7 separate regions of the Mus musculus genome follow, and all the other regions are linked to region 1. A link is a contact called in public ChIA-PET, HiChIP or PLAC-seq, Micro-C and promoter capture Hi-C data. All regions are on one chromosome and are shown on one strand. The core of a region is the stretch at or near the end of the contact, and the rest is flanking DNA. Distances in the headings are between cores, read along the strand shown.

Region 1 (3,224 bases), core at 422-2,921:
CCTCAAACTCAGAAATCTGCCTGTCTCTGCCTCCCAAGTGCTGGGATTACAGGTGTTTACCACCACTGCCCGACTCTCTGTATGTTCTTAACTGCTGAGCCCTCTACCCAGCCCCTATAGTCTTAGGGGGCTATTTGTATGCACACAGTGAAAGCACCAGGCCAACGCACACCAGTGCCTGAGAAGCACCAGGCCATTGCACATCAAGCCCCATTCTGGATCTGTGTTGGAAAAAGTACTCAGAGTCAGCTGATGAGCGTTGCCCTGTGGGGAAGAGGAAAGGGGGAAGTAGCAGCAGGCACCACTACCCCTGCTTGGGAATTTATTTTCAAATGAGAGACATGATGTAACCCACATCAGGACTTGAGAGGCTAAGGCAGGAGGATTTCGAGAGTTCAAGGTTTACCCTCAGCAACACGTTGTTTGTGTTACCCTGAGACCCTGAGCTACATAAGACTGTCTCAAAAAAATTTTAAGAGGCAAAAAAAAAAAAAAAAAAAAGTAAAAAAAGTATTAGCAAGATAATGAATTCAATAATTACAATGCAATTAAAAACAAAATCAGCCGGGCGGTGGTGGCGCACGCCTTTAATCCCAGCACTCGGGAGGCAGAGGCAGGCGGATTTCTGAGTTCGAGGCCAGCCTGGTCTACAAAGTGAGCTCCAGGACAGCCAGGGCTATACAGAGAAACCCTGTCTCGAAAAACCAAAAAAAAAAAAAAAAACCAAAAAAAAAAAACCAAACCAAAATCAAAGCGGGGGTGGTGGTGGTGGTGGTGGTGGTGGTGGCGGTGGCACACACCTGCTGTAATCCCAGCACTTGGGAGGCAGAGGCAGGTGGATTTCTGAGTTCGAGGCCAGCCTGGTCTACAAAGTGAGTTCCAGGACGGCCAGGGCTACACAGAGAAACCCTGCCTCGAAAAACAAAAAACAAAACAAAAAAACATAAAAGAAAAGGGAAAATCAGAACACTTACTAGGGGCGGCTTGGGAAGTGACTAACAGGAGGGAGCTCTCTTCTCGCTTGCTCCCAGAGGACTCCTTTCTAGGGAGCCATTCATCGTTTTTTCAGGACTTTAAAACTTTCTAATCGAGGGCACTGGGCTCAGTTCTCTGGAAATCAATGAGAGGCTTTAAGTTGTGCACAATGGAGAGGTGTTAGGTGTGAGAGATCACCTGATCCCAAACAAAGGCACGTTAATCCTTTACAATAACGAAAAATAGGAAGGGCCACGGGTTCCAACAGACTTATGGCCACAATGATCTGAAGTCAAGGAGGATGGGGTAAAACTCAGATTAAATTTCAGAGAACTAAAGACATCATCCAGCGAGTGCACGCCAAATGCTAAATCCCCGTCACGGTAGTTGATTGCATTGGTTTAGTTGATAGAGAGCCAATGTTAATTTCCGGGTGCAGAGCCCGGTGCCTTATGTAAGACCTTGAGGGAAGCTGGGTGGGTGTTGGCTTTTACGGAACTTCCAGGTTTTCGTTTTGTAACTTCTGGCGAGTCTATAATTATTTCAAAAGAAAAAGTAACATAACAAAGGCCAGCTAGTCCAGCCCATCACAAAGCCACCAGGGAGCCCGCCCCGCTCTGCACTCGTAGGGCCTCCTCGGCTAGGCGCAGTCGGGTGAGGGGTGAAATGTGGGCGGGGCGCCGCCGCGCACGCGCAGTCCCGCTGCCCGGCGAGCGCCGCTGGCGGGGGGCGCATGCGCAGTCTCAGCCGCGGCGGCCCCTCTCCACAGTCTGAGGGGGTACCGGGGGAGCCTTGGCCCCTCCGCGCCGCCGTCTTTTCCGGCAGTTGGGGTTCTTCCTTTTGTCCTGTCCTGTCGCGGATCGGCAGCTGCGCTCATTCGGAGTCCCCGGCGTGTCGCGGTCGCTCTGGAGCCGCCCGCACGTCGCGTCTGCGCCGTCTCTGTAGCCGTCGGCCCCGCGCCTCCCTCCCCCCTGGGTCTGGTGAGTGTCTCCCGGCCGTCGCCTCAGGCTTGCCGCCTCGTCCGGCCGTCCCACAGCTCCTGTGCACTCCAGGGCTCCTGTCAGCGTTCTCTCTGTGGTCCCCAGAGCCCCCTTGTCCGTCCCTCTCTTTCTACGCCTCTGTCCTCAACCGGGACAGGCAGCCGCTCCCTCCTTTCCTAGTCGCCAGCTTTGTGTGTCTGCTGCCACCGGCTCGTCCCCTCTGACCTCGGTCAGTACCACTCTGCACCTTAGGATGAGAGAACCAGAGGGTGTCTGCACTTCGAGAGCTCCCCCCACCCCGGGGTAGGTGTGGGACCTTGGAGGCTGTCCCCCTAGTCCGCGATCAGGGGGTACCGGGCTTCCCCTCACCTTAAGATCCCCGCCCGTGGACTGCAGACTGTTAAAATTCGAGAAAAGGGACCGAGCTGGAGGACAGGGAAAAGTGGCAGAAGAGTCGGAGGAAAAGTGTGTCAGAAAGCGCATAACGGCTGCTGCCAGCGGCGCCCTGCAAAGGACCCAGAGACATAGGGGAATCTTGCTCTTTTTCAAGATGAATAGGAAGGTCAGCGGCGTGAAGTAGCTTCACTGCTTCCTCTTCCTTCAGCTCACCTTGGCTGTGAAGTAGCCAGTACATACGGTTTCCCTAAACAAAAAAAACAAAACAAAACAAAACAAAAAAAAACAAACCACATCGCTGCAAGAATAGCTCCCTGCCCCACCCCACCCAAACATCAGATAGCAGCTTCCTCCTAACCCGATGGCTCTGTCCTCAGACTCTGGACAGCACACCAGTGTACACACACACCCACTTCAACATCAGGCATGTTCTCCACTCCCGGGAGTGGACTTCACAAATGGAGCATTTTGTCTGAGATGGGGTCTGAATGTGTACCTATGCCTGGCCTGGAATTTGCTTTGTAGACTAAGGTGGCCTAGAACTCACGGAGATCCTCCTGTCTCTGCCTCCTAAAGGAATATGCCTCCACAGACCAGCCCACTTGTGACTTGTGACTTTACTTTTCTTTCTTCCTTCCTTTCTTCCTTCCTTCCTTCCTTCCTTCCTTTCTTCCTTTTTTTTTTTTTAAAGATTTCTTTATTTATTTTATGTATATGAGTACACTGTAGCAGTACAGATGGTTGTGAGCCTTCATGTGGTTGCTGGGAATTGAATTTAGGACCTCTGCTCGCTCTGGTTGGCCCTTTTTTTTTCCTTAATGTATTTTTTTTTTTTTTCTTTTTTTCCGGAGCTGAGAACCGAACCCAGGGCCT
Region 2 (3,224 bases), core at 220-2,719, 480 kb before region 1:
AACAACAACAACAACAAAACCCCAATCACGCCAGAAATGTTGCAGGTTCGTTCAACCAGCTCGAAATCCCCGGCTGTACTATGCCGGGAAGCTCGCCTCTGCCCCACCCCTGCCAGCTCTGAGCCAGGCGGCCCAATGACCTTTACAAAGGGCCGGAGCCGAGGCCGCCAGAGGCTTCCAGGCCGGCACCTTGGGCAGCTCCCTCCCCGGGGCCTGGCTCACCATCAAAGTCCGTGTAGACTGTGTCCTTGAGCAGCGCCCCCGACCCGAAGTCGATGAGTTTGATTTCGCCGCGGCTCAGGTCGATTAAGATGTTCTCGTCCTTGATGTCGCGGTGGAGAACCCCGCAGTTGTGGCAATGCCGCACGGCCTCCAGCACCTGCCAGAAGAATCCTCGGGCCAGGTCCTCCTGTAGGGCTCCTCGTTCGGTGATAAAGTCGAAGAGGTCTTGCACCGGTTCGGGCCTCTCCAGGATCAGCACGAAACTATCGGGCCTCTCGAACCAGTCCAGAAGTCTAATGACGCCCGAGAAGTCCGAGCTCACCTTCTTCAACAGGACCACTTCCATGGGCACTCGGGTGCCATTGGGCTGCAGAGTGAGGGCGAGGGTTAGCGCGCCGGTTCCGGCACGCCCGTCGCCACCCACCCACCCATGAGAGGGTCTCTGGCTCCGGCTCACTCACCAGTTCTCCCCAATCGGAAATCCGGTCCTTCTCCACGTGCTTAATGGCCACCTGGAAGAAGACCCCCGAGTCTCCATCAGACCCTCCTGCTCAAAGCATCCCTCCGCGCGCCCTCCCCGAGGCGGCGTTGCCCACTCACCGGCAAGTTGTCGGCGACGCGGATGCCAGAGTAGACCGAGCCGAAGCCACCGCTGCCCAACAGCGGGCCCACCTGGTACTGCGACTCCAGGGGCTCCTTCTCTTTGCCTAGGAAAGAGGCACGGGACACTCAGCGCGCTCGACCCACGCGGGGGTCTCCCGGCGTCCCAACGACCCGCGCGCCCAGGGTGGGGTGGGGACACTCACCCGGCGCCAGCTTGGTGGCGTGCAGGTCGTTGCAGGGCGCGGCGCGCAGGTGGGCCAGGGAGTTGATCTTGGACAGGAGCATCCCCACCTCCAGGGTGTCGGTGCGGCGCCGGTGCCGGGACGAGCAGCAGCGGCGGCGGAGCGAGCTGGGGCTGAGCCGACGGCCGGGACTCAGACTGCGGGTGGCGTTGCGGCTCTGGCTGCGGCTGGCGCGCAAGGCCGAGGGCGAGTCGGAGGACGACTGAGGGCGCTGGCGGGGCTGGCCGCGGGCGGGTTCGCCGGCTGGGTCAGGCAGTGCGGGAGGCGGCAGGGCGAGAGGCGCTGCGGGACCCAGGGCTGCTGCTGACTGTGACTGCTGCTGCTGCTGCTACTGCCGATCCCGCCGCCGGCACTGCCGACTCCCCTCCAGCCTCCTCCGCCGCCACGGCCGCTGCTGCAGACGCCCGGCTCGCCCCGCCGCCAGGAGTAAAGGGGCGGAGCGCGCCGCTGGGGAGGGCGCGCGCGGCGGGCGGGGACGGGGCGGGGCCTCTCCGGGAGGCCGAGGTGGGGAGCCGGGCTGGCTCGGCGGCGGAGGGCGGAGAGGGGGCGGGGAGGCGGCGGGACCAGGGCCGCTCCCCTCCGCTCCGCCCCCTCGCGGCTACACCCCTCTCCCCGGCCCCGCCCTCGGGCGCGGCTTCAGCCAACCAGAAGACGCCCTATTTGCATAAGGCGTTGCGGGCCCCGCCTCTCGCCTCGCGGTCAGAATGGTCGCTAACGCCGCCACGACGTGGCGGGAAGGAAAAGGCGCCAAAACGGAGGGGGAGGGGCGCTGGGCGTGCAGGGAGGCGGGAGCTGGGTGGCGCGCGCGGGCGGGGGAGGAAGGATGGGGAGGGGCGTATCGATTCAAACCCAAACAATAACAAAGCCATCAAAGGCCGCCCGAGGCCAGCTCTGCCGGCTCTGTGTTTCCCGGAGATTTGGGTTGTGGAGGGGGGTCGAGGATTGGAGCTGGAGCGTAGCAAGTTGTGAGAAATGGAAGGGCGTTGGTGTGGCGGGCGCGGAAGCCATGAGTAGGGACCGCGTGTGTGTGGATGCCGACCAGGGTGGTCCTCTGGTGTGACTCAGCCCGGAGACCTCCAAGGCTGCTGGGGCGGGTTGACGATGTTATGTGGGCTAGATCCTGGGGGTGATGATTGTGTTTTTGGGGGCGAAGGCTGTGCAAGACGTGAGTCACCGGCATTTTGCACACCGAGGCCAGTCACAGGCCTGCGAGGAAAAGTGGGGGAGACCTGGGATGCGAGGAGCCGGTGACAAAGATTCTCAATTTAGAAATGCAGAGAGAATTAGAAGGGACCCGGGGTACCTGATCCCCTCGGTCCATGTCCGAGCGCCTGAGAGAGGAAATCACGACACAAACGTTAGCTTTCTCTTGCCAAATGCTGCCTCAGCCCCTTCTGAGAGGGCGGGAGGAGCAGGAAAATTCCTGATCGCGGGCGAGGGTGGGAGGGTGCCGCTGGGTTTAATCAGAGGTTGTTGCGGTAGTTACCTTCTCATCAGCTTGGTATTAGCAGTCAGGCGATACCAGATATTATTGGCCCCCACCCCAGCCTTGTCTCAAAGGAAAGTCCCCACATGCACGTGGAAATACCACGGAAAGCTAGCCGAGTCCGCTTTCATCTTTTGTCCTTTTGAACTTCATGGAGAGTTGATAACGACGTGTGGAAATGGGTAAACTCTCATTCTGTGTAATCCATATAAACTGAGATACTGGTGGCCAGAGTCATGGACAGCCAGCTACACCCCTTGTTCGTTATTTTTGTTGTTGTTCTTAGGTCTGAGAGATCTTTAAAGGAGGAACGAGCCTGTTGTGGATGTAGTCATTAGCGCACGCGTTTAAATGCTTCCTTTACAAGTTTTCCATGCTGCTTATAAAGATGCCCAGAGACTCCATAACTTTTATGGATGCCTCTTACAAAACATTACATATTTCCCTTTGTTTGTGTTCTGTGGACTAACTCATTCATTTCTGATGACGAAAGGAGAAAAACCCAGGGGAAGGAGAATTACTTCCTTTTTTGCAGATAGGAAAATGACTCGTCACTGGGATGACACAGGGTCATACGACAGCAGAGAGAATGGCCCAAATTCTGCTCCTGAGGGTTCAGAGCTCTCCCTTTAATCAGCCTAAAAACATCTATGGCACTGGTATTGAGCAGG
Region 3 (3,224 bases), core at 441-2,940, 490 kb after region 1:
GCCTAGACCTCTTCAATGCCTCCACTAGCGACAAACCAGGGTACATACCCTGAGCCCACTTCGCTGAGCTGCTGCCCCTAAGGCCCATCATCCACCCGTGGAACTCCAAAGCCACTTCCTCATTCTCCTCAACCAAGCGTGGGCCACGGGTGTTTCAGCGTCCTTAGGGCTCCAGGTGGTGTTGAGGGTCTGCTATACACCCGGCTGTGCTGCACTTCTGTAACCTCGCCCCCCATGCCCTGCCCGCACTCTCCGGAGGTAGAGGTATGGGTGGTCAGAAGTTCAAGGTCATCATTACATAGCAGTTTGGTGCTAAGCCTGTATTTTGAAAAGCTGACATTAATAGCGCCATTGTATCTGCTGGTGAGGCTCTTTTCTGATTGGATCAAGTAAAGAGCATTGCCTAGATAGCTAGCTCCCTCCACCCCCATATTTTTTTTTAACTTTTTTTTTCCCCAGTCTATGTAGTAGTCCAAGAGCTCGGCCTCAACTAGAGATCTTCTTGCGTCTGCCTCTTGAGTGCTGGGTTCAAAGCCACCATACCTGGCTTCCCCAAGCATGGGTGTCCAAGGCACATGTATGGAGGTCAGAGGGCAATTTATGTAAATCGGTGGCTCTCGCCTTTCACCTTGTGCGACCTGGGGATCGAACTGTGTCGGCAAGCGCCTATCATGACTTCCGAGAGGCCTCTCTCCCGAGCCTTATCAGCTAAGGGATTTGAGTCTTCGCTATTCCCAGTGAAAAGCCCCCTGCGGCCCGACCGATTCCGGTTCTAATCCCAGGAGTGTGAGGGCTTCGAATTCCACAACCAGCTTTTCTGTGTTAGTCCTGAAAGTACTGGCAGCAGGACTGGCTCAGAGAAGGTGCCGATCCTAGCGCTGCGCAGGGGACAGCTCGCCATCAGTGTGCAGCGGAAAAAGCTTGGGGGGTGAGGGGGGCGCCCGTTCCTCACAGCGGATCCCATACTCCCCGCGCTTACCCCTGCCGGGGAACTCGAGCTGAGGGGCCCCTCTGGCAAGCTCATGACCCGCGAAGGCGTGGGGACCAGAAGAAGCAGTACGAAGCGCGGGAGCGGGCAGCGCCCGGGAGGAGGAGCGCGGGGCGGAGCGCATCGCCCAGCTTCCCCCGCGCCCCCGCCTCTCGCATCCGGCGGCGGCACAGGATGTTCTTTCGCTCGGGTCCCCCGCCCCCGCTCTCACTTTCTTCCCCGCTCCCCTCCTCCACACGCGCCGTGAGCCGCGCCCCGAGCCAGCACCTTGCTTAACCCCTTCCCGCCCGCGCCTAGGGCGCGCAGCGAGTCTGGGGTGCCCGGGTAGGCGCAGGACTGCGCCCACCAGGACAACGTCGAGGGTGGAGAGTATGGTGGTCTTCCGAGGACCCAAGCCTGCAGTCTCCAGAAGCCCCCTAAATCGCCAGGGGCGGTTCCCGGGGACCCAGGCCCGCACTCTCGCGATCTTACGCTAAATTGCCAAGGGCAAGCGCAAGGTGGGCTCTCTCGTGGGCGCAGACCGGTGTGCTTAGCTATCTCCGGCCTAAGGAACGGGGGAGTACCCAGCAACCTTAACCTCATCTTCCCCTCCAGGTTGTGCTAAGGCGCGGCTCACAACGTTTGAGAGGATGGAGAGAGGCCACACCCCCTCGATTAACGTCACTGTTTCCAAGGCAATCGGAGGCGGGGCTGTAGACAAGCGGACTTTGGGGACTATGGCTTAATAGGGCTCCAGGACAGGGTGCGGCTGGGCTGGGGGCTCGGCGGGGTGGGACGTTTCTGTCTTTGCTTTTTTATTGACTCGCTTGATTTTTGATTCAACAGATATTTATGCTTGGCGCCATTCTTAGGGACTGTTTTTCTCTCACCAAGTCTGCGGTTCACAGGTTGTCACTAAGCCGGGTGGAGTGGCCATGCACCCAGGATATGATCCTGGGATAGATGTAATGCCTTTTTATTAAATTTACTGTAGGGGGCTGGGGCTCATGTGCTATAACGTGCATCTGGAGATATGAGGGCAGGCAATTTGTGGGAGTTGGTTCTCGTCTTCTACCTTGTGAGACCCCAACTCATGTCAGGCTTGGCGGCACCTTTATCCACTGCGCTATGTAATTATTCAGTGTCTCCTTTCTCTTGTCAAGTACCCCAGAGCGAGCACTAATCAGTGAAGACTTGGTTCTCTAATTCATGGAAGGTCTCAGCTATTCAGGGAAGGAGGACAAAGTGTTCCATGCTCACCACGTACCAACTCCTTCCCAGCATTTTAGGTCTTGTGATCTTTGCCCTGTTGTATTTCTGGTGCCTTTTACAGCCTAGGAACTGAGTCTGAGCTCTCAGAGGACCCTAAGCCCGATAGCTAAGTGTTGGAACCAGGACCCTAAGCCAGATAGCTAAGTGTTGGAACCAGGTTGGGACCCAAGCCTGTGGGTATGAAGCCTGGCTTCATTTTTAGACTATAATTAAATGGTATCAAAGAACAATCCTGCCCCTAACCCAGTCATGAAGGAGTTTACAGCCTACAGGGAAACGGGGGTGGGGGGTGGGGGTGGGGTGAGGATACCACAGAACATAATTAAGCAATAAAACCTAGAACAGGTTGGAGGCTGTTTAAAAGGATCAAAATAGAGTTGAGATTGTCAGAGCCTCTCCCGTGGAAGGTGCATTCCCAGGTAGGTCAGGAGGTGGGAGGTGACTGTAGGATCACAGTACCTGTGTGTGTGTGTGTGTGTGTGTGTGAGAGAGAGAGAGAGACAGAGACAGAGACAGAGACAGAGACTGTTCCTGCAAAGAACACCTAACTAGTGGCTCAGCCATACAAAGGCTTTTTTTTTTTTTTTTTTTTTTTTTTGACAAGATCTCTAGCCCAGGCTGATCTCAAATTTTCTATTTAGCCAAGAATAGCCTTAAACATCTGATCTTCCTGCCTCTATCTCCGGAATGCTGGGATAACAGGTGTGTACCTCACATCCCCACCCCACCTCATGGATGGAGGGAGCTGGGGTCTCCTTCATGTTTCTCCATGTTTGGCAAGCATTGTACCAATTTATTCATGTCCACAGCCCCTCCCCTGCGCCTTCTGCCCCTGTCTGTGGCGCTGTACCACAGGAGCAGGTATGTCAGCAGCTGCTATCTTTTCACTCTGTGCCCCCAAGTGTTTGAAGCTTAGCACAAACTCCCTGAGGGTAACTTTAATGTCAGCGGCTCCTTCCTCCAATCTCTGAGGAGTCTGAGGTGA
Region 4 (3,224 bases), core at 213-2,712, 440 kb before region 1:
GGTCTGCTTTGGCATGTAACATATGCACTTTAGCCCCTCTTCCGAGTCTGAAGACCGTTTATCCCAGTATGACTTCTACTTGTATCTTTTAAACACAAATCCTTTTCTTACTCTAAAAAACATATTGTCTGTGCACCACAGGCATACCAGGTGGCCTCAGAGGTGAGGCAAGAGGACAGAAACCCCAGAAGTGGAGTGATGGATAGTTGTGAACCACTTGATTGATATGGGTGCTGGGAACCGAACCCAAGTCCTCTGCAAAAGCAGCCTGTGTTCTTAATGACGGAGTTATTTCTCCAGACCTATGTTTAATTAAATTTCCTTTATTAATTTATTTGTTCTGTTTTTTTGAAAGAGGGTCTTCCCACCCGTTTGTTTCTTTCTTTCTTTCTGCACTCCTACCCACACCCACCCCACCCTTGTTTCCCAACATCTATCTCTGTGTAGCCCAGGCTGGCCTGGAACTTAAGAGACCTGCCTGCCTCTGCCTCCCTCTTCTGAGTGCTGGGATTAAAGACGTGCATCAACACACCTGGCCTATTTTTGTTATTTTAAATCACGTGTTTGCATGAGGAGGTCCCTTGGAAGTCAGTCTTGCGATGCCCTGGAGCTGGAGATTGTGAGCAGCCCAACTGGTGGGTGCTGGGAAGGAAACAAACTTCAGGTCCTCTGCAGCCGCAGTGTACTCTGGACCACTTGACTCGGGGTCCCCTACAACCTTATACAGTTTCCCAAGAGCTTAATCTGCAGCGAGCTACCGCACCCAGTTTGACACGTGTTGGAACCCCCAGTTAGATTTCATTCCTCGCCTGAACCCAGGGAAACAAACGGTAGCTTTCTTGCTCTTGAGTCAAAAGCGCAGCCCTTCGATGACCTGGAGGAGAATCCAAACTTGGCGAAAGGCCTCTGTGTCTCTTTCAGGCCACAGTCTAAAAAAAGCAGCCGCCCACCCCGCATGCCCTCGTACCCCCCACCCCCAACTAATGAACTATATCTAATAGCCTCTCTTGCAAGAGTCCTTTGAGAAGGAGGCGGTGCTTGGTTTTGACCTCATTATCCACGCATCCCCCACCCCACCCCTTCTGGGGCAGGTACATTCCTTGCATTCCAGCCTGTAGGAGCTGCTGGGACGTCGTTAACCCCGGGCGAGCCTGGGAAAAAGCGGCCGACTGCCTCCGAGAATCCTCGGGGAGCAGGCACGAGATAACGAGAGGTGACGAGGTCAGCCTGGAAGCCCCTTTCATCTTTTCAGCCCCGCTTCCAACTCGGACAAAAGGCTCTGTCCAGGGGTGCCAGTACCCCTCGGTTTTATTTGATGCTTTGGCCCTGGAAGGGGGCTGGGAGGCCTGATCCTGTCTGGATATTGTTTTCGGGGAGCGAATGTCTCGCTCACAGGATGTCCTGGACCCCTGGGGGAATGCTAAGTGGAAGGCCGGGACTAGAGCAAAAGAGACCACCCAGCTCCTGGGAGGAGGGTGTGAAGGGCCTGAAAGGAAGCAGCCGCCAAACAGAGTTCACCATTTAGACAGTCAGATTAAGGGCGAGGCCGGGAGGCCACAGCGGAACCCGGCTAGATTTTGCCGCCAAAGTGAGAAAGGGGGAGTTGGCTGGGAGGCCTGGATACTGGGGATGGAGTGGAGGGGGGGCTATTCCTCCACCAGCTTGCCTCTTATCAACTACCTCAGTGCTTTTTCCACTCTTAGAAGGGTGCCCTGAGGTGCTGGGGGCACACTGGGGGAAGGGGAGGGAAAGTGTGTTGCCAGAGTGGGAGTGGGAGGGGCGGGCGGGGTTATCACTTCCTCTGTCCTTTCTCCAAGTTTCTTCAGCCATTGTGCCTTGTCAAACCAAAATTCCCCACTAAAAGTCAAGGGAGAGAAGGCGCCTGCCTGGAAGTAAAGGTCGATGGAAGCAGGGGGGTGGCCATTAGGGGGCCAGCGGAGCTACACTGGGGTATTTTGTCCCTATAACAACAAAAGACAAACACACACACACACACACACACACACACACACACACAAAATGAAAATAAAAGATTTGAACTGGCCAGACAGTGGTGGCGCACGCCTTTAATCCCAGCACTTGGGAGGCAGAGGCAGACGGATTTCTGAGTTCGAGGCCAGCCTGGTCTACAGAGTGTGTTCAAGCACAGCCAGGGCTACTCAGAGAAACCCTGTCTCAAAAACAGCCACAACAACAAAAGCCTTTGAAAGTTAAGGTGTGGGTGATGGCCAGTGCCTTTATTTCCCAACACATACAGTTGGGGAGGGTGAGGTAGGCAAATTGAAAAGAGTGGAACCCATTGTGATGGTTACCCCATGCTGCAGAATTGAGATCCCTAAGGCACGGGAAACCTCCCTTGGAAGTTCATGGCCACAGACTGACCACTCTGTACTTTGACCTTCAGCTAGAAGGACCTAGCCCCCAAAGATGTGCGTGCGCATGGTACATCTATGACAACACATAAGTAAATGTGTGATTTGGGGGCTAGAGAAATGGCTCAGCTGTGAGACGGATTCTTCCAGAGGACAAAGGTTCGATTCCCAGCACCCACAGTGGCTCACAGCCATCTATAACTCCCCTTCCAGGGGATCCAGTGCCCCAGCACACACGTGATGCCCATTCATGCAACCTAAACATTCATACACATAAAAATAAATCAAACAAATACATTTAAAACATGTGGGAGCTGGAGGGATGGCTCAGTGGTTAAGAGCATGTATGGCTCTTTAGCAATCAGGCACATCCAGACAGACGAAAGTGACTCCGCAGTAATCAGGCATCTTTACAGCTAGCTTTCCAGGGACCCAGCTTTCGCGCTCCCCCTTCCCCCCATGTCCACTTCTGCTCGCACCACATCCCCAGTAAAAGTCCTCCCCCCCCCCACAATCTACTCTGTGTCCCTCCCCTTTAAGAAAAAAACTCCCATGTGAGACCTGTCACATAGTGTGCTTTTGTGGGGACCTGCCACCTGGGCCTATCGCTACTCTTCCAGAAGACCTGAGCTTGATTCCCAGCACCTGCATTAAGTGGCTCACAAACACCTGTACCTATAGTTCCAAAGAGTGACACACTCTTCTGTCCTCCTTGGGTAGCTGTATTCATGAGTACAAACCCACTCAACACACACAACCAACCCACTCTCACACTTACGCATTCACACACTCATACACTTATGCACATAATCACACACGCACACACTAACACATTCATAAGGTGTCACACAA
Region 5 (3,224 bases), core at 319-2,818, 390 kb before region 1:
CCAGTCCCGATATGACCGATATGACAGGGGTTTCATAGGAACAGAGCCCCGCACCAGTAGGAAATTAGAAGCTGATAGGATCCCAGCTGGATAGGAGTGCTGAGCAGCAGAGGCATATACTGAAGCCACCTACAGAGGTGAAGATGGTGACCGGTCCGCAGCGGTCCCCTAGCCTACCCCCACCCCTGCCTGCGGTTTTCCTCAGCACGGAAGTGGTGGTGGATTCCCAGAAGCCCCACTCGAACTTTCCTGTCAGGGGAGTCCAAGTTCCTCCTTCTGGGGAAGGAGAAGTGGCAGTTTCTCCTGTGGGCTTTCAGTTTCATTCTAAGAAACCCGAGTGTTGAAGGAAGAGAAATTGTACTCCAGGGGTTTTCCCAGCTAGGCTCTAACTGAAGTGCACTTGCTGGGGCCTCTGGGTGGGCCTGGCACAAGAGGAAGTGAGCTGTGTTCTCTGGGGCCATTCCAGATCCTCCAGGTCTGCTCCCGGTCCCACCAACACACTCAGGGGCTACTATAGGAGCTCATATCCTGGACCCTCAAAGTTAAGCTGCAGTCTCTTTCTCCAGACTTTGCTGACAAAAAGCAAAATCTAATCAGAGCAGAGACAGAGAAATCCCTGTAGCTTCTGGTCCTGACCTAGAACCACTTATGACTAAAGAATATACACCGTTCCTACCATCTCTCTCTCTCTCTCTCTCTCTCTCTCTCTCTCTCTCTCTGTGTGTGTGTGTGTGTGTGTGAGAGAGAGAGAGAGAGAGTGAGAGAGAGAGAGAGGTCTCAGGAAGCCTACATTAGCCTCAAGGGGAACCTCTGAAGCCCTAAACCTCCTCTGGCCTTCACCTTTTTAAATGCGGGACCACAGGCAAGTACCACCACTCTCAGTGCTGAGGGTCCAACCCAGGGCTTCCTGCATGTAGGAGTCACTGTCACCAGCTGAGGTACGTTCCTTCCTTACCTAGAGTCACAGGATTTTTTTTTTTCTTTTGAGACAGGGTTTCTCTGTTTAGCCCTGGCTGTCCTGGAACTAGACCAGGCTGGCTTTGAACTCAGAAATTTGCCTGCCTCTGCCTCCCAAGTACTGGGATTAAAGATGTGCCCTGCCACTGCCCAGTGAGTCACAGGATCTTAAGAGAGCTCACCTGGGCAACAAACAGCAACTTAGAATGGCCACCATTGACTGCAGGTGGCAACCATGTCCCAAGCGCTTCAGACTCACTTCCTCTTATAATCCCCACAAAGTGTCCGTGAAGAAAGAGACAGAGTCGTCATTTCTAAAGCTGGGAGCCTGTCTTGGGAGGAGACTCTTCCCTCAACAGGTTCTGCTTAGAAAGTCTGCTCTCTCTCTCTCTCTATTCTCCCACACTTGCAGCCAGATGTGCAGAAGGAGCCAGCATTCCAGCTGTGGACACCTTCCAAGTCCTAAAGCCTACCCGCCCTAAGGCACTTAGGCTTGTCACCTTTTCTATTTCCAGCTCACGACATTATTTGGGGGTTTCTACTATGCCAACACATGTTTTGATGACAGCTGGGGATTCCCCCAACCGTGATGCTGTTTCCCTTCAAAAAAAAAACATTTGCCTGAAGGTCACCGGCTGAATGACTCAGGCTGTTGTGGTAGAGCATGCACAGCTGTGGCGGTGGTGGGGTTAAATCGGAATTTCAGATAAACAGCTTTGGGGAAATGTCATAATATACCATTATTATTCTTTTTTCTTTGGAGTGTTTATAGTTCACTAATGTCCTGTTTTTGTTTTTAAAAGTAGGCGATCCTTTGCTCTCGCACCTGGGGCACCAGGAACCCCACCCCCTTTAGCCCCATCCTCGGTCTCCCACAAGGCTCTGCGTGGAGGAGACTCATGCTCATGGACCTTTGAGTACGGCCAAGAGCTTAAGTTCTACAACTTTCCAATGTCAGGCCTGGCTTAGGAGCTCAAAAGGCATCTACAAGCTCAGCTCTACAATGGGACTCTGAGGTGGACAGTCATACCCCAGATCTGTGGGGTTTTTTCTGGCCTAGTGGCAAGCCAGCCGGAAGCCACACCCCCACCTACCCTGTACCCACAGTGTTGGGTGTTGACACAGACTCCTGCGTACTTTGATGGGGTTTCCCTCCAGCATATACTGGGATTTCCTTGGAAGAGTCTTAAAGGGTACACAACTGAATCTCTGGTCACAATGCCCCAGGCCACTGACAGGTCTGCAGCCACAGCAGGGGAGGGGTTAGTCTTGGTTCCACAATAGAATAGTATCTGATAGGCGGTTAGCACTCTGATTGGCGGTGTGAACCTGGGATAGTGGAGCCTAAAAAACCAAGGGGACTAAAGGCTCATCCAACAGCCAGTTTTAGAGCAGCAGACAAGCTAAACTCTGAGTCACGTGAGTAAAGTGTCCAATCACATGGTGGGCGGTGCAGTCGCAAGCGTAGGGTAAAGTGCTGCTTGTCCACACGTGGCAAAAGTGCTTTTCCATGGAGGCATATAAACACATAATAGCCAGCTGTAATAAATAATCTGAAGTAAACGCGCTCCTATCTGCTACATCTGTGAGGGGCACAAAAGTACCTTTTCAAGGACAACTCCCTGTGTTTGAAGAAATCAAGTGTTCTCACTAGCACTCAGAACTCACCTCTCAGGATCCCGTTCTCGCACCATGTTCCAATAGTAAGAATGGAGTTATTAAGTATCCATCTAATGTTAACTGCACAATCATAGCGTGGCTGTGTAAATTATACACGTTGTGGTTGTATTTAAATATAGGGTCTACCAAAGCATTTGGACACTCGCTCAGGCCCTTTAACATCCCTGGCAGCTACCCAGGGGTTATGGGGACCAACCACTCCTAGGACCAAGAGTATGATAGGGGTGTGGGGGTGAGGGTGACCCTCAGCTGCAGGAAACCCTCGACTGAGAGGCATACTAGACCAAAGAACAGGAAAGGGTCTCTGGGAGAGTCACACAGACCAAAGCAGAGCCTGTACAGTGACCTGAGACGGGACTGGGGAATCCGGCAGGGCTTCAGGGACACGTCCAGTCCCATTCAGGAGATGGAGTTGGGGGATACATAAGCGCTTCCTTCTGGGTGCTCCTAGCTGGTTAGGGTAATGAGCAGGCGCCTTAGAATTCTGCCTGCTGAATCAGCCACTAACCGGAAACCTTTGAAGGAACCTCTCAGGGACCTGGGGGACCTAAGTAAGGCCCTGTCTTAGTTAGGGTTTCACTGCTGTG
Region 6 (3,224 bases), core at 251-2,750, 350 kb before region 1:
GGCTCCACAGAGAGACGCCTGCATGGTCCCCTTGCTCAGAGCCTGACTCTCACACTCCTGACCACGCTTCTAGTGACCCACTCCTCTGTATGGCTACTCTACCTGCAAGGTGCAGCCAGACACCACTCAGTAGCCCAAGGGCTGGCATCTACATGAGCCTACGCCCCCTCCAGCATGAGTGTGGTGGGCCAAGAGGGCGGTGGGAATGAGCTGTCCCAGGTGCTGAATAGGATGCACTCAGCCAAGCTCCTGGAGAGGCAGAGTCAGGCTGCTCACCCAGGAAGTGAAACTTCTGCAGGGGTGAATGTGGGCTTCCACGTGGAGGCCCCAGGCACCTCCTGTGCATGGCCTGCAGGCCCACAACACAGCGTGGAGGCCTTCCCAGGGCATCTAAAGCCTGTGGCCTGGTGTCTCAGAAGGACGGAACTTTGTATCACAAGTAGAAATCTACCCCTGCATCCTCCACAGAACTCTAGGCACTAAGCTTTGTTCTTGTGGCTCCCGAGGGCTGGGGACTCTGGTGGCAGACTCCTTATCTTCATGTAAGAGTGCTGCTTTACCCAGCATCTAGCTGCTGAAGGCATGGGGACTCACTGTGGTGTACCCGGGTTCTGGAACCCTCTACAACAATCCAGGGCTCAGCCCCTCCCTCCACCTGCCCCTCCTCCCCTCGTCTCTCAGGTCCCCACAGCTTCCCCCTAAGCCTCCTGAGGCCAACCTCTATCTGCTTCCAGAGGACCAAAGGCACTCCCAAACCACAGGCCTGCAAAGCGGTTTCATGTCTCACACTCACGCCCCTCCAAGGCCACTCAGGACCCCTCCCACTCCTGGCTTTGTCTTTTCCCTTCAGACACAAGTGCCAGCACAGCCCCAAAATTCAAAGAAGCTAGTTCCTGTGTCCCCTCTTCTGTTCTCCCTATGATGGGAACCAAACAAGTCACACCCTAGGGCCATCAGAGTAAGCCCTGAGGTATAGAAAGGAACTTAGGAGAGAGGCCTGGTGAGCATGGCTCTGCTTTGTCCCAGTCAGCCACATTCCATCTGTGTCCCGCCTTCCTGTTCCCATTTGTGTCCTGGTGTGAGTGGGATGTGTGTGTGCATGGATTGGAGATCTCCCATGCTCACCCTGTCCAGCTTACTACCACAAGAGCAGTGGTTGCCTGTACTGCCAGGCACCCAGGATGGAGGGACCCCAGGTGCTGCCCCAAAGTACCAGATCAGATAGAAGGGCTCGACCCCTCCCCCACCATCTGTACCTGTTGTTCTCAAACACAGCCACCAGGTTGCACACTGAGTCCTGCTTCTCACAGGCTCGCTCCATCCTGCTAGCCTGCAAGGTGGTCCTCAGTTACCCCAGAAGCAGGGAGGGAGGCAATAGGCTGGTGCCCTCAGCACTCCCTGGCCAGCGGGTGAAGCAGGTCTACCACAGCCTGGAATCTGCCCATCGCTTCTGACTGCCTTGGGGCAGTTCCTATCTTCAGAGTGAAAAAAGAGGAAGTGGTCCCAGTAGCTTGGAAGAGAGGCCAGCACTCCCTACTGTGGGAGGAGCCTGTCAAACTCTCCTTGCTGTGGGAGGAGCCTGTGAAGTACTGCCCGGCCCTCTTGGCATCTGACCTTTACCTCTCAGATACTTCTACCCAGTCCTGTTAGAGAAGGCACGGGCTGTGGCAACAGTGGTCACAGGACGTTTCTGGAGCCGGATCCTGGGATGAGCAGCTTCCTGGATATCCAATTCTCTGCATGGGGGGAAAGGGGACGGCTCAGGGATGTTTTACTTAGTACCATTCTCAGCATCTTCCTTGCATCTGGCGCTGTGCACTGCTGATGGAAAAACAGCTTTTAAATTAAAATGGACCACAGGGTTGGGGATGTAGCTCAGCTGATAGAGAATGCTTGCTTGGCATGCGGGAAGCCCAGGGCTTTATCCTCAGCACTGTAGAACTGGGTATCATGGCACATGCCCATGGCACCCACTTGAGAGGAGAAGTCCAAGTTCTTCCTTGACAACGTAATGAGTATAAGACCAGATTCGGCTACGTGAGACCTGTCTCAAAAAAAAAAATGGGGTCGGATGGGGTGGGCTTTGAGATGGTTCAGGGGTAAGAGTACTTGTAGCCAAGCCTGGCAGCTTGAGTCTAACCCTGGAGCCCCACATGGTGGAAAAAAAATAGACTTTTCCTTTCTTTTTATTTACTTTTATTTTTTATGTGTATGAGTGTTTGGCCTGTGTGAGTCTATTATACCACATTCGTGCCTGGTACCCACAATGGTCAGAAGAGGGTGTTGTGGGAATGGGACCTAGGTCCTTTCTAAGTTCTCTTAACCTCTGAACCAATTCTCCACCCAAAATGCAGACTCTTTCAGGTTGCCTCTGGGCTCCAACCCACACACACTGTATCTCTTGTACTCCTACCCTAAAAAAAACATCTAAAGCTGAACTGGTGGTGGCACACACCTTTAGTCCCAGCACTCGGGAGGCAGAGGCAGGCAGATCTCTGAGTTTGATGCCCACTTGGTCTACAGAGTAACTTTTTTTTTTTTTTTCAAGACAGGGTTTCTCTGTAGCCCTGACTGCTCTGGAACTCACTTTGTAGACCAGGCTGGCCTCGAACTCAGAAATCCACCTGTCTCTGCCTCCCAAGTGCTGGGATTAAAGGCGAGCGCCACCACGCCCAGCTCCAGAGTAACTTTTAAGACAGCTGGGGCTACACAGAGAAACCCTGTCCGGAAAAAAAAAAAAAAAGAAAAATAGGGCAAACAAAACAAAAAACCCCACAGACTGTGAGGATATGCAGGAAGGGGTCCTGTGGTCCCCAACACCTCTTTGGATGCTTTTGTCTTAATGATGTTGATATTTCTCTAGTGGCCCGGGTTGGAGAGCCCCTATGGGTTAGAGCTAACAAGTCTCCTCTCTTTCACTCCCATAGCTGTGTTACACAGTGTGCTCCCTTATCAGAAATGGAGGCCAATGGAAGTCAAGACACCTGACTGAGGTCACCCAGGAAGAACAGGGGAAGAACTGCCATTTCTGAAGCCCAGGTAAGTGTCCTATGACTCCAGCAAAGACCCAGGGAACCTGGAGGGTGACCTCCATGCACTCCATCCTCAGGGTCCCCTGATCACAGCACCCTAGGGAAATCTGCCTCTTGGTCACTCAGGGTTTCTAGAACACGTGACCAGCGCCTCTGCTCTGCTCATTCAAGCTGGAAAGCCATTCATTCATT
Region 7 (3,224 bases), core at 255-2,754, 310 kb before region 1:
AATTTGTCTGCAGTTCCTGGTTGCCAAGGGCAACAGGAGTGGTGCCGTGATCATTTCCCACAGTCATCCAATCTGACCTGAAGGGCAAGGATGTCAGTACCTAACTGTCCACCAGGAAAAGGCTCCCCACAGAGTCACCAAGCCCCAGGGGACAAGCTGAGGCTAAGAGCTAAATGTCAGGATCCCTGGTTCCCTGCTGTATTTCCCAGGTGTGACCTAGCCCTTAGCTCAGGGGTTCCTGGCCACTGGAGGGTGTCTGGGAGTGGGGTGGACCAGTCAGACTTCAGAGAGGACAGAATGGGAGTGATTCTAACTCTTATCAGCTGAAACCAGAGCAGACATCCTGCCTCCACCCTGCCATCTGATAATAAATGTTCTTTTCGCCAGATTGGCCACCGGCACCCAGCCTCGGCCTCCACTGTCTGTGCATTCCTCTCACTGTTGTGTAGATAATTTGTATGTGTGTTATATATGTGCTTTTTATATTTCACCGCATGTAGTATTACATGTGTGCGAGTCAGCCCATGCGTGTGGGTGTGCTTGTGACCCCATTTTACCGACGAGACACTGAGAGAGTCCACATGGTTACAGGATGCGCCCCAAACGAGACCGGGTTTTGGAAAGGGCACCTAAACTGTGGGCCCCAAAGTCCTTCAGGCTTGCTCCCTCCCCCTCCAGTGTTTTCTGGGCTCATCTGCCTCTTCCTCTTCCCTCCAGGACACCCCATCTTGAGAAGAGTTGAGGAGGAGGCCACTGCTGTGTGGGGAGCCAGGGCTTAAGCTTGAGCAAAGTTCCCTCTGAGCCTCAGTTTTCTCATCTAGAAGATGGGGCTGATAATGGGGACCAGTGCATTATACAGCACCAGGGACTCTGTCACTGACCAGAGAGGAAGGAGTCTTGACAGAGCATCCCCACGGGGAGGCGAGGAGAAGGACTGTGGCAGGCCTTGCCTCGCACCCTTCAGGCCCAGGAGGTGGCCCCCAGCCACACTCACCATCTGCAGCATATCTGAGGCTGGCGGGGACACCTGGGCACGGTACTGGTTGTGAAGATCCACCATAGTTTGCTTCTCGTCCTCTGTGAGGGCTGTGGTGGGGCCAGTGGCAATCAGCAGCAGCAGGAGGAGCAGTGGCGGCGGCAACATCACCCACGGGCTGCAGGAACCGTGCATGGTGGCCAGCCCTCTCTGCCTCTCCTGATCAGGGGTCTGGCAGCTGGACTTAAAGTCCTTCCCACACAAGCACCACCCTGGCTGGGGTGGGGCAGCAGGGGCTGTGTCTGGAGGCCCAGCCCGGCTCACACAATGTCTCCAGGAGGGCTGGGTGCCTTGGGTCTGGACCAGAGCAGAATCCACTCCCCTGGAGTCCTTGGCAACAGCCTCCTTTTCTCTCAGTAAAGGGCTCAGGCCAAAGGCTATATGAGCTCCACCATCCCTCCTGAGGGGGACAGATCCTCAGGGGACACAATTCCAGAAGCAGCTGCAGCGCTGTGCTGTGGCATTCAGTCACTACTAAGTGCAGAGGACAGAACAAAGAAGGAACCTTACAGACCTGCCCCTACAGGATTGGGTAAGATGAGGAAGCTGCCAGTACCACGGAAAGAGCAAGGGAGGGAGAGATGATGCAAGGGTCATGACAGCAACATTAAGTGCCCACCCCAGGTCCTCTGCAAGAGCAGCAGGCGCCCTTGATTGCTGAGCTGTCTCTCCAGCCCCAGGAGAGCCTTCTAAACAAGAGGATGAATATCCACAGGAACAGGAAAGAAGTCAGGGGGTGTGGAGGTCTCTCGTTTGTCTCAGACAAGTTCTTCATTATGTAGCCCAGGTTAGCTGCTCTCTAATTGCTATGTCTCCGCAATTATATTTATTTACTTAATGTATGTGAGTGCTCTATCTGCATGTACACCTGCATGGCAGAAGAGGGCATCAACTCATTTGTAGATGGTTGTGATCTACAGATGGTAGATGCATGTATAGATGGTGTTCCTATCATGTATGTGGGTACTGGGAATAGAACTCAGGTCCTCCAGAAGAGCAGCCAGTGCTCTTAACAGCTGAGCCATCTCTCCAGCCCTCCTCTCTCCCCCTCCTTCCCTCCTCCTCCTCTGTTTTTAAAAAGATGTTCTCTAGAGGACATGCCACATGGAATTGAAGTCCCTGGCAGCACACATCTATGAGCACTGGAGGGGGAACAGCTTAAGAGTGAACAAAATTTATGTAGCGTGTAATTATTAAAAAAAAAAAAAATCGGGGGCTGGTGAGATGGCTCAGCAGTTAAGAGCACTGACTGCTCTTCCAGAAGTCCTGAGTTCAATTCCCAGCAACTACATGGTGGCTCACAACCATCTGTAATGGGATCTGACGCCCTCTTCTGGTACTGTCTGAAGACAGCTATTGTGTACTTAGATAAAATAATAAACTTTTAGGGTGGAGCAAGCAGGTCAACTGGAGTGAGCAGGGCCGACCAGAGCACAGAGGTCCTGAATTCAAATTCCCAGCAACCACATGATGGGTCACAACCATCAGTACAGCTACAGTGTACTTATATACATAAATAAATAAATACATACATACATACATACATACATACATCTTTTTTTTTCCCCCTGAGACAGGGTTTCTCTGTATAGCCCTGGCTGTCCTGGAACTCACTCTGTAGACCAGGCTGGCCTTGAACTCAGAAATCTGACTGCCTCTGCCTCCCAAGTGCTAGGATTAAAGGCGCTTGGCCTGGCCCAGGCTAACCTTTTTTTTTTTTTTAATTAGATATTTGTTTGTTTTCCTTCTGATGGATGTTTGTCCCTCACCTCTAATACAAATGCTGCTTGGTCAGTCTTTGCACACATCTATCTTTGAGGCTCTCTGATGCCTTCCTTTCTGTTGCCCACTGTGGTGGACGGTCTGTGATGCCAAACCTAAGCTCCTTGGCAGCCAGCAAGACTAATGCTTTTTTTTTTTTTTTTTTTTTTTTTTTTTTTTTTTTGGTTTTTCGAGACAGGTTTCTCTATGTAGTCCTGGCTGTCCTGGAACTCACTCTGTAGACCAGGCTGGCCTCGAACTCAGAAATCTGCCTGCTTCTGCCTCCCAAGTGTTGGGATTAAAGGCGTGAGTCACCACTGCTCAGCAGGCTAATGCTTTTTAAACAGCACTTCCTATCTTCCTATCCAGCAACATAGTTGGCTCCAATGGTCCGTGTTCATCTGAGCACAGCTCCTCACTGGGCCCC

Evidence for each region. Promoter capture Hi-C pulls out the DNA fragments that hold promoters and counts their contacts. Hi-C and Micro-C count contacts between places; a contact is called where the count stands out from the background. ChIA-PET counts read pairs in DNA pulled down with a chosen protein or histone mark. HiChIP or PLAC-seq counts read pairs in DNA pulled down with a chosen protein or histone mark.
Region 2: a contact with region 1 is called in an RNA polymerase II ChIA-PET map of memory CD8 T cells, with 105 read pairs. The contact joins the promoter of Pim1 here to the promoter of Stk38 in region 1. A contact is called at or near these places in 1 of 39 promoter capture datasets (pre-B cells), 2 of 484 Hi-C or Micro-C datasets (B cells and embryonic stem cells) and 7 of 115 datasets of contacts at active chromatin or transcription factors (the SCID.adh cell line, T-cell acute lymphoblastic leukemia, astrocytes and 4 more).
Region 3: an HNF4G HiChIP or PLAC-seq map of pancreatic cancer cells shows a contact between it and region 1. The contact joins the promoter of E230001N04Rik here to the promoter of Stk38 in region 1. A contact is called at or near these places in 1 of 39 promoter capture datasets (cranial neural crest) and 2 of 115 datasets of contacts at active chromatin or transcription factors (memory CD8 T cells and pancreatic cancer cells).
Region 4: a Micro-C map of embryonic stem cells shows a contact between it and region 1, with 5 times the contacts expected there. The contact joins the enhancer-like site here to the promoter of Stk38 in region 1. A contact is called at or near these places in 2 of 484 Hi-C or Micro-C datasets (embryonic stem cells and spermatogonial stem cells), 3 of 115 datasets of contacts at active chromatin or transcription factors (embryonic stem cells, extraembryonic endoderm stem cells and pancreatic cancer cells) and 1 of 9 other capture datasets (adipose tissue).
Region 5: a contact with region 1 is called in an RNA polymerase II ChIA-PET map of memory CD8 T cells, with 46 read pairs. The contact joins the enhancer-like site here to the promoter of Stk38 in region 1. A contact is called at or near these places in 1 of 39 promoter capture datasets (liver), 1 of 484 Hi-C or Micro-C datasets (B cells), 4 of 115 datasets of contacts at active chromatin or transcription factors (bone marrow-derived dendritic cells, bone marrow-derived macrophages, memory CD8 T cells and 1 more) and 1 of 9 other capture datasets (liver).
Region 6: a promoter capture Hi-C map of pre-B cells shows a contact between it and region 1, with 8 times the contacts expected there. The contact joins the promoter of Fgd2 here to the promoter of Stk38 in region 1. A contact is called at or near these places in 9 of 39 promoter capture datasets (the C10 cell line, the HPC-7 cell line, embryonic stem cells and 6 more), 3 of 15 datasets of contacts at CTCF or cohesin (embryonic stem cells, large pre-B cells and pro-B cells), 2 of 484 Hi-C or Micro-C datasets (B cells and pro-B cells), 6 of 115 datasets of contacts at active chromatin or transcription factors (the 230-238 cell line, the HPC-7 cell line, T-cell acute lymphoblastic leukemia and 3 more) and 2 of 9 other capture datasets (embryonic stem cells and liver).
Region 7: a promoter capture Hi-C map of pre-B cells shows a contact between it and region 1, with 2.3 times the contacts expected there. The contact joins the promoter of Pi16 here to the promoter of Stk38 in region 1. A contact is called at or near these places in 1 of 39 promoter capture datasets (pre-B cells) and 1 of 9 other capture datasets (adipose tissue).

The regions. Positions count from the first base shown.
Region 1 is chr17:29,006,442-29,009,665 of GRCm38.p6, reverse strand. It overlaps Stk38 (serine/threonine kinase 38), which reads left to right and starts at 1,671. Exons shown (of 14, transcript NM_134115.3): 1 at 1,671-1,955.
Region 2 is chr17:29,489,030-29,492,253 of GRCm38.p6, reverse strand. Pim1 (proviral integration site 1) reads right to left here and starts at 1,469. Exons shown (of 6, transcript NM_008842.4): 1 at 1,029-1,469; 2 at 823-929; 3 at 684-734; 4 at 223-589. The coding sequence starts at 1,110. It overlaps Gm26885 (predicted gene, 26885), which reads left to right and starts at 710. Exons shown (of 4, transcript NR_168683.1): 1 at 710-1,077.
Region 3 is chr17:28,521,122-28,524,345 of GRCm38.p6, reverse strand. E230001N04Rik (a long non-coding RNA gene) reads right to left here and starts at 1,690. Exons shown (of 2, transcript XR_385504.4): 1 at 980-1,690.
Region 4 is chr17:29,449,394-29,452,617 of GRCm38.p6, reverse strand. All of the region lies in intron 2 of Gm36199 (a long non-coding RNA gene), which reads right to left. It also overlaps a transcript of Gm26885 not described here. Among named protein-coding and RNA genes, the nearest start is that of Gm36486, 13 kb to the right of the region's middle. Within about 2 kb of position 1,462, at least 120 of the 459 cell types and tissues checked have an H3K27ac peak or open chromatin away from gene starts, as enhancers often do. A contact at or near this core is called in adipose tissue, embryonic stem cells, extraembryonic endoderm stem cells and 1 more, where this site is marked.
Region 5 is chr17:29,392,620-29,395,843 of GRCm38.p6, reverse strand. No RefSeq gene overlaps it. Among named protein-coding and RNA genes, the nearest start is that of Fgd2, 33 kb to the right of the region's middle. Within about 2 kb of position 1,568, at least 158 of the 459 cell types and tissues checked have an H3K27ac peak or open chromatin away from gene starts, as enhancers often do. A contact at or near this core is called in B cells, bone marrow-derived dendritic cells, bone marrow-derived macrophages and 3 more, where this site is marked.
Region 6 is chr17:29,359,190-29,362,413 of GRCm38.p6, reverse strand. Fgd2 (FYVE, RhoGEF and PH domain containing 2) reads right to left here and starts at 1,500. Exons shown (of 16, transcript NM_013710.4): 1 at 1,257-1,500. The coding sequence starts at 1,321.
Region 7 is chr17:29,317,162-29,320,385 of GRCm38.p6, reverse strand. Pi16 (peptidase inhibitor 16) reads right to left here and starts at 1,504. Exons shown (of 7, transcript NM_023734.3): 1 at 995-1,504. The coding sequence starts at 1,171. Gm46603 (a long non-coding RNA gene) reads left to right here. Exons shown (of 4, transcript XR_003952339.1): 4 at 1-602.